Regions from separate parts of the Danio rerio genome. Here region 1 is linked to region 2. The links are chromatin contacts, called in public Hi-C maps. All regions are on one chromosome and are shown on one strand. The core of a region is the stretch at or near the end of the contact, and the rest is flanking DNA. Distances in the headings are between cores, read along the strand shown.

Region 1 (3,392 bases), core at 478-2,977, 160 kb after region 2:
TAACAAAGTATTGAAAGGCTGGGAATACTTATGTACATGTGATTTTTCAGGTTTATTATTTTTATTTATTTTTAAATAAACTTACCTTGCTTTTATTATTTTTAATAAATTTGCAACAATTAAAAAAAAGATTGGGGTATTGTGTGTAGAATTTTTAGGAAACAAATTAATTTAATCCATTTAGAAATAAAGATGTGACATGACAAAAAGTGTGGAAAAAGTGAAGCGCTATGAATTCTTTCCAGATGCACTATAAAGAAAATAACACAAAATGTGCAATATAAACATTGTAAATTTTGAAATATATCTAACACAATCAATTACAGAAAAACTATTAAATAACAATATTTTGATTCATGAAATACTCATTAAATAAATGCCGCCTTTGTGAGAAAACGATTACGCACGCATGACATTGTTAAGTGAACTTAATTCAAACTTTAACAAGCAATCCGTAACCATCCAAGACAGCTGTCAAACTACTTAAGGGAGTGTACAGCAAACCTGGCACAATATCATAAACCATAACGATTACAGTACATCCAAAAGCACACGTTACCACATTTATTCAAAGCATTCACACCTTGATAAGCAACATGTACACACTTGCCTCTTCAGCATGTTTACATTTGCATGCAAGATATTGTTAGTTATGCAGCGAGCAAGCAGTAGTTAAATTAGCACATTTATTGCTGCCTTAAGCAATGACGTGGAAATTTGGCCAAAAAAATACTGCAGGAGTGATAATCGCAGCACAACATGACAGATCACCTCAGTGTCCCACTGCACATAGAAATATCGGGTCTGCATGAAGAGAGGGGGGAATCAGCTGACCTACATTTGAGACCAGCTCAACATAGGTACAAGTCCGACTAGTCCAAATGTTCTCTAATGATGCCATATTTTATATACAAACGAGCTTAACAATTGTCAAACACGCCGTTTTACCCCATAACCTTGAGGTAAACGGAAAAAAGGGATTTCCAGTTGAAGTGTCTCGTCATGTTTTGAGAGACTAACCGAGATGTACGACAATTTTGAAGCTCGTTTGAATACTGAACACGTCATGTTTTAAAAGGTTAATGGTTATCCATCATATCTAACCGCAAACATGCTGTCTAGATAGGAAGTTCGCTAGGTTTTGAAACACAGCCCTCGTCACCTCCTTTATTTTCAACCGGTACGTAGCAAACGTTGTTAACGAATTGAATTTCCTGTATGTACACACACATGATAAAATATGGCAAGGTCAACTTTAAATGTAACAAACAGAGGTATTAAAACAGATGTATGTGTTGACACGGGCGTTAGCCAACTGTTGCTAGCTAACATGACATTGATGAAACGACGTGTTGATCCGCAGAACACATCTCTAATAAGCCGCTAAAACTTCAAACTTGCGCTAAATTAATTTGTATTTGTGAAGTGTAATGCGAAATGTACACTCACGAAGCTGTCGCTATATTTAGGAGTAGTGAAGAAAAACAGAAGCTGAAGTATTCCTCCAACGGCCGCGTCCGCCATTTTGAGACACCGAGGAAAAGGAGGCGCAAAAATTACAGCCACAACAGCTCTTCAGCCGGCGATTGTGATCAAACCTAATTGCGAATAGAGACATAAATGGCCCGTTCTTACCATACAGAGTCAGCGCTGAAAGTTATTCCTCAGAAGAAGCTGATAATGGACGACAAAAGTGTTATTTTCGTGTTGAAAAGGGGGGCTGAAGTCTCGGGGTCTGCCTCCTTGCAGCGCCGCATTCGCCTCTACACGGCACGGGGGCGCGCATCGGCTGACTTCTGCAGGCGGGAGCGCGCACGCCCTTCAATCTCACACCCTCCTTTCAAATACAGTGGGCGTTACTTTAATAAATATTCACGCAGTATCGCAGATAACTACAAAAATGGAGCGTGAAACATTATTTCTCACATGACCCACATCAGTGATTTTAATCTGGGTTCAATTCAGAGCGCGTGGCCTTTATTTGTGAGTTCGAGTCCCAGCTGGCGTGAAAACAGCACCTGTGTCATATGTCAGGTGCATAAACCAGCTATATTACGATGATTCATGCTTCAAATGTAACTTTCAGTCAGCTAAAGCTAAATATTTACGTGTCTATAACTGTAACAGCCTTCAATAGTTCATGTGTAGTGTAAATAGAATCCTTAATTCATTTAAACAATGTAGATAATATTGAAAACAAAGAGAATGTTGTGTTTAGAGACAACGTGGATGAAGATATAATCGCATGTTGTTTTCTAGTTTCTTTATTCATTTTAATACAAAAAGATACTCAACCAAAAAAATAATTAGATTGTTATTTAAAAGAATTGACATTGAATTCCACTCACTAAAGAAACCAAAAGACACGCAAAAGGGCATGATGAAACATATTTCAGGTCAAAAACAGGAAAAACAAATCAGCAACAAAAAAAGATAAAGGAAATCCACAGAAACTGTTTTTGTAAATGAACAACGAAAATACAAGGTCTTTTTTAGACACCAAATGCTCTAAATGAAATAAAATCATATTTTTTTGATGACATTCTAGTTTAGAATGGGTCCATGCAGGGTTTTTTCAGCCAAATGTTTAACCAAATGTGTTGCAGACTGAGGATGGTGGTGTATTAATTGTAATATATATTTAAAAGAATTACTGTTCCACAGCAAATCATTTGCTGAAATAACATTTAAACAAGCCAATTACAAAAAAATCATGTTCTTTGTATTATATGCAGGCTTTCACACAGAAAAAGAAACACTAACATTTGTGATTAAACTGTGTTTGAAGTATATTATGCAAATTATAACCAGGAAGACATTTGAGATGTTTCAGTTTAAAGATTTAAACTCAAAAAGCATAGATGAATAAAAAAAATACTATTTTGTATCTGCATCTTGTCAATAATGCCCAACATTCCTTTAAAAATAAAAAAAAGTCCTAAACATCTACACCACATCGAATTGGTTCATCATGTAAGCAGTTATTAATTAAAATCTTGCTGCTTTGCTAAATAACAGGAACACATCACTATTTGGTGAATCGTATTATTATGAAAATGACCTTTACGGTTAAATTGGAAACACTGCTTGAATCCACTGGATTGTTCACTATGAAAGATGTAACTATGGAAGCTTGAATATATTCGACTGAGGTCATAGTTAGCATTGTTGACTGCAGAGATTGGCTACTTGTTATTTTTAAACACTACAGCTCAGAGAAAAAACAACAACCTGAGGCTAAGTGTCTGGTGCAAGGACACTCTAAAGACAGGATCTTCTTATTAACCTTTCAGTTCAAAGGTCATGCTTGTTTGACACTGAACTTGCAATGCATCTGTTACCAACTCAGAGCTTTAACCCACCACCATCATCATCATATGAGGATTCCTAAT
Region 2 (3,387 bases), core at 640-3,139:
AATGAGTGTGTATGGATGTTTCCCAGTGATGGCTTGTGGCTGGAAGAGCATCCACTGCGTAAAACATTTGCTGGATAAGTTGGCGGTTCACACCAATGTGGCGACCTCAGATTAATAAAGGGACTAATAATAATAAAGCCGAAAAGAAAATGAATGAACAAAAAAGGCAAAAATAAGTAATAATAATCAGACAAACCTTTACAAAATCAATTGTGTCTGCTGTTTTACTCCCAATTCTGTAAAATGACAATGACAAAGCAATAAATAAATGTATCAAGAGTTTTTTTTTATTCAACATTTGTTCTTTTATTTATTTTTGCTCCTCTCATAACATAATTGACAGTTAGGTCTATACGCAGCCCCAAATTTACAGGCTATATACAACTTGAACTTTCTCCATAGGGAAAACACACTATATATACGCATATATATATATATATATATATAATATCAGTGTGGAAAGAGGTCTGAAAAGTTGCCCCAACATATATATTTATATATAACTGTACATGGTCCCAGAAAATTTAAAAAGAACATATTTTTAAAAGGTCAGCACAGAAACAGGAATCATCCATCTACATGCCAAAACAGCCACGACAATTTGTCTAAGAATGTGTACATCCTACAGAGTGTAAATACACAAAACTAACTGACAACCTAAATAAAACGTAAAATAAAAGCTCATTCTCTCTCTCTCTCTCTCTCTCTCACACACACACACACACACACACACACACACACACACACACACACACACACACACACACGTACGTACAAAACACACACAAACAAAGAAAGCAAATCAAATGCAGGGACTCTTGCGCAACACAATGCTAGTGTGATTTGTAAACCTGGTTTGGGACAACAGACTGGATCACAGTGTTAGTTTAAAGTTGTATTCCTTGCTTTTTTAATCTACCTGCAGAAGTGTGTCTGGCTCAATAAAGAAATCTTCCCATCCACGCATAATTCCTCCATTTCTCACACTCACACAGCTGTCCTGAAGCTTAAAGATGTTCATTAAAGAAACATGAGGTCACATCCATCCACATTTCACTTGCACCGTAATATTATTAAAGGGATCGTTCACTCAAAAATTTTAACTCTAGCTTTATTCGTTTCTTCACAAAAGAAGATAGTTTGAAGAATGTTAGAAATCGATAATCATTGACTTCCATAGTATTTGTTGTTCCTACTATGGACATAGCGTTGGGCCAATAAACGATATTATATCAAACCGCAATAACATTCATGTCAATAACAATGATAAGCTCTGGACTTTTTTACTCTATATTGATCTAAGAGCCAATCACACAGCAGAAATGTGTAACAATGGGAATCTAAAAGTGTGTTGATATTAAAGATGTATCGAATTTTTGGCCACCGAAAAGTCAATCGTTACAGGTTTACAACATTTTTCTAAATATCTCCTTTTGTGTGCAATTAAAAAAGAAATTTAAACTGGTTTGGAATGAGTAAATATTAAGTAAATAATGTCCGAATTGTTGGGTGAACTAGCCCTTTAAATCACAAACAGACACATACATAAAGCTTCTGTGATGTATTTGCCACACACACACACACACACACACAATTATGAATGCGTGTCATTTTAACTTATTTGCTACATGAAAACGTTCTGCACATGTAATCTCCGACATTAATCACCAGTGGCGAGATGAAGGCATTGAATGTGATGGAATACATTCAGAGAGACTTCCAGAACAATGTTTGCGCCAGCGAATGATTGTGTTAGCACTCGACGGATGTGAATTCATACTAGCGCACAGCTCAATTGAAGAAGGTGGCCTTGTTAGTGAATAAGTTAAGAGTGCATTTGCAACAAGAGCACAATAGAGGGCGACTGTGCAGCATTGAACAGGACTCCAGATCGACGAGGTTAAAGGCACTGCTGTCAGATTCCCGATGACCCACGTGACTGTCACACAACAGTAGTGTCTATGCCAGCTAGAGCACTACAGATAAGAAATCATGTAAACTCCGCAAAAGAAAGAGAGAAACATCTCACATATGCTCCAGGTGTCAAAAATGAGAGGTCAACTTGTGTGATTGACTACTAAACGAGGAAAAAACCTAAACTAATCTTGTTTTAGGAGGGTTTGTTTGTAACTGTTTCCCTCAGAAGCGTCGTCTTCTGAAAGTATTGTCATTTAGGCTATATTAAAGTGATGGACTACCCAAAAAAATTAAATTTACTCACCATTTATTCTCCCTCGTGTGGTAACGAAACTTTCTTTTTTCTGTTGAACACAAAAGAAAATAATTTTTTAAGTGTTGGAAACCGCTAGCCGTTTATTGTTAACATACTATGGAGGTCAAGCATCTACTGGTTTCCATTTGCTTGTGTTCGACAAAAAAAGGCTTAAAACAAGTAGAGGGAGAGTAAATGAAGACCAAACTTGTATTGTAAATATCATAACTTAAAAAAATCATTCTATAGTTAAAAAATAATAATGATTCGAAACAATCTTTTTTGCTGTGTAATTTTGATGCTACTGTACGTCTTGCATCAACTACAGTGGTAAAACATGACATCATGCTGTCCAGGTAAGTTGATATTAAAATGCTGATTCCCCCTCAAATTTATTCACTCTCATGTTTTTTGCAAACATCTACGACTTTTCTGCAAAATATAAAACGATGTTGTGTTCGAAATCAAACAAACGCTGAAAAACTGTATGCCAAAAGAGCAGTACATCCAAATGAATATAAAAAAGTAGGCGAAAAGTACCCTAATGCAAGTATGCCCAAAAATCATTCATATTAAGCATATTCATACTTAACACAAACATTCATTCAAATTCAAACAAACGACATACTGCGACAACATTCCATGCACAGCTAAACTTTTTTGTTAGGCGCACTGAAAGATAACAGGGTGTAAAAACACATTGGACCCTATTGACTTTTAGTGTATATCAAATAAACTAATCATATTCAAGCTTTGCAGAAGAAAGTTAGTCAGGTTGAAACAACATGAGGCTGAATAAATATATATATTTTTGGTCTACATCAGACACCAGACAGTACACTAAACCTGGTCTAGCAGGAGCATTCACATGAGGTGTGCTGTTAGTGTGAGGTATAATGGGGCTGCCTTTAAAACCAGTAGTCACACATTATAGGCTGGCTGACAGTCAATTTAGGCTGGGATCGGACCACAGTTTCATCAAAACACACTTCTCTAGCGCTCTGAACTGTGCCCACACATACACGTAGAACATATCTTGTCTTATATAATCACTATATAGTATTAGACATTCAATAAACTCTTTGTGTCGCTTTAGATACTTTCTTTTCCATTTGGAATGTACTGTAGCTTTATAGTGTCTGCAGTCTTGAATGGGGCGGAAGTGTCTTTGCGTG

What was found. A called contact is a pair of places that touch in the nucleus more often than the background predicts.
Region 1: a Hi-C map of embryo shows a contact between it and region 2, with 3 times the contacts expected there. The contact joins the promoter of pafah1b1a here to the enhancer-like site in region 2. A contact is called at or near these places in 3 of 18 Hi-C or Micro-C datasets (caudal fin, embryo and hematopoietic stem cells) and 3 of 4 datasets of contacts at active chromatin or transcription factors (embryo, gastrula embryo and pancreas).

What each region holds. Positions count from the first base shown.
Region 1 is chr15:27,800,768-27,804,159 of GRCz12tu, forward strand. It overlaps pafah1b1a (platelet-activating factor acetylhydrolase 1b, regulatory subunit 1a), which reads right to left and starts at 1,728. Exons shown (of 11, transcript NM_201345.1): 1 at 1,636-1,728.
Region 2 is chr15:27,645,317-27,648,703 of GRCz12tu, forward strand. It overlaps slc35f2l (info solute carrier family 35 member F2, like), which reads left to right. Exons shown (of 8, transcript XM_017351066.4): 8 at 1-748. It overlaps mnta (MAX network transcriptional repressor a), which reads right to left. Exons shown (of 6, transcript XM_009291752.5): 6 at 1,098-3,387. Among named protein-coding and RNA genes, the nearest start is that of slc35f2l, 19 kb to the left of the region's middle. Within about 2 kb of position 1,890, at least 50 of the 62 cell types and tissues checked have an H3K27ac peak or open chromatin away from gene starts, as enhancers often do.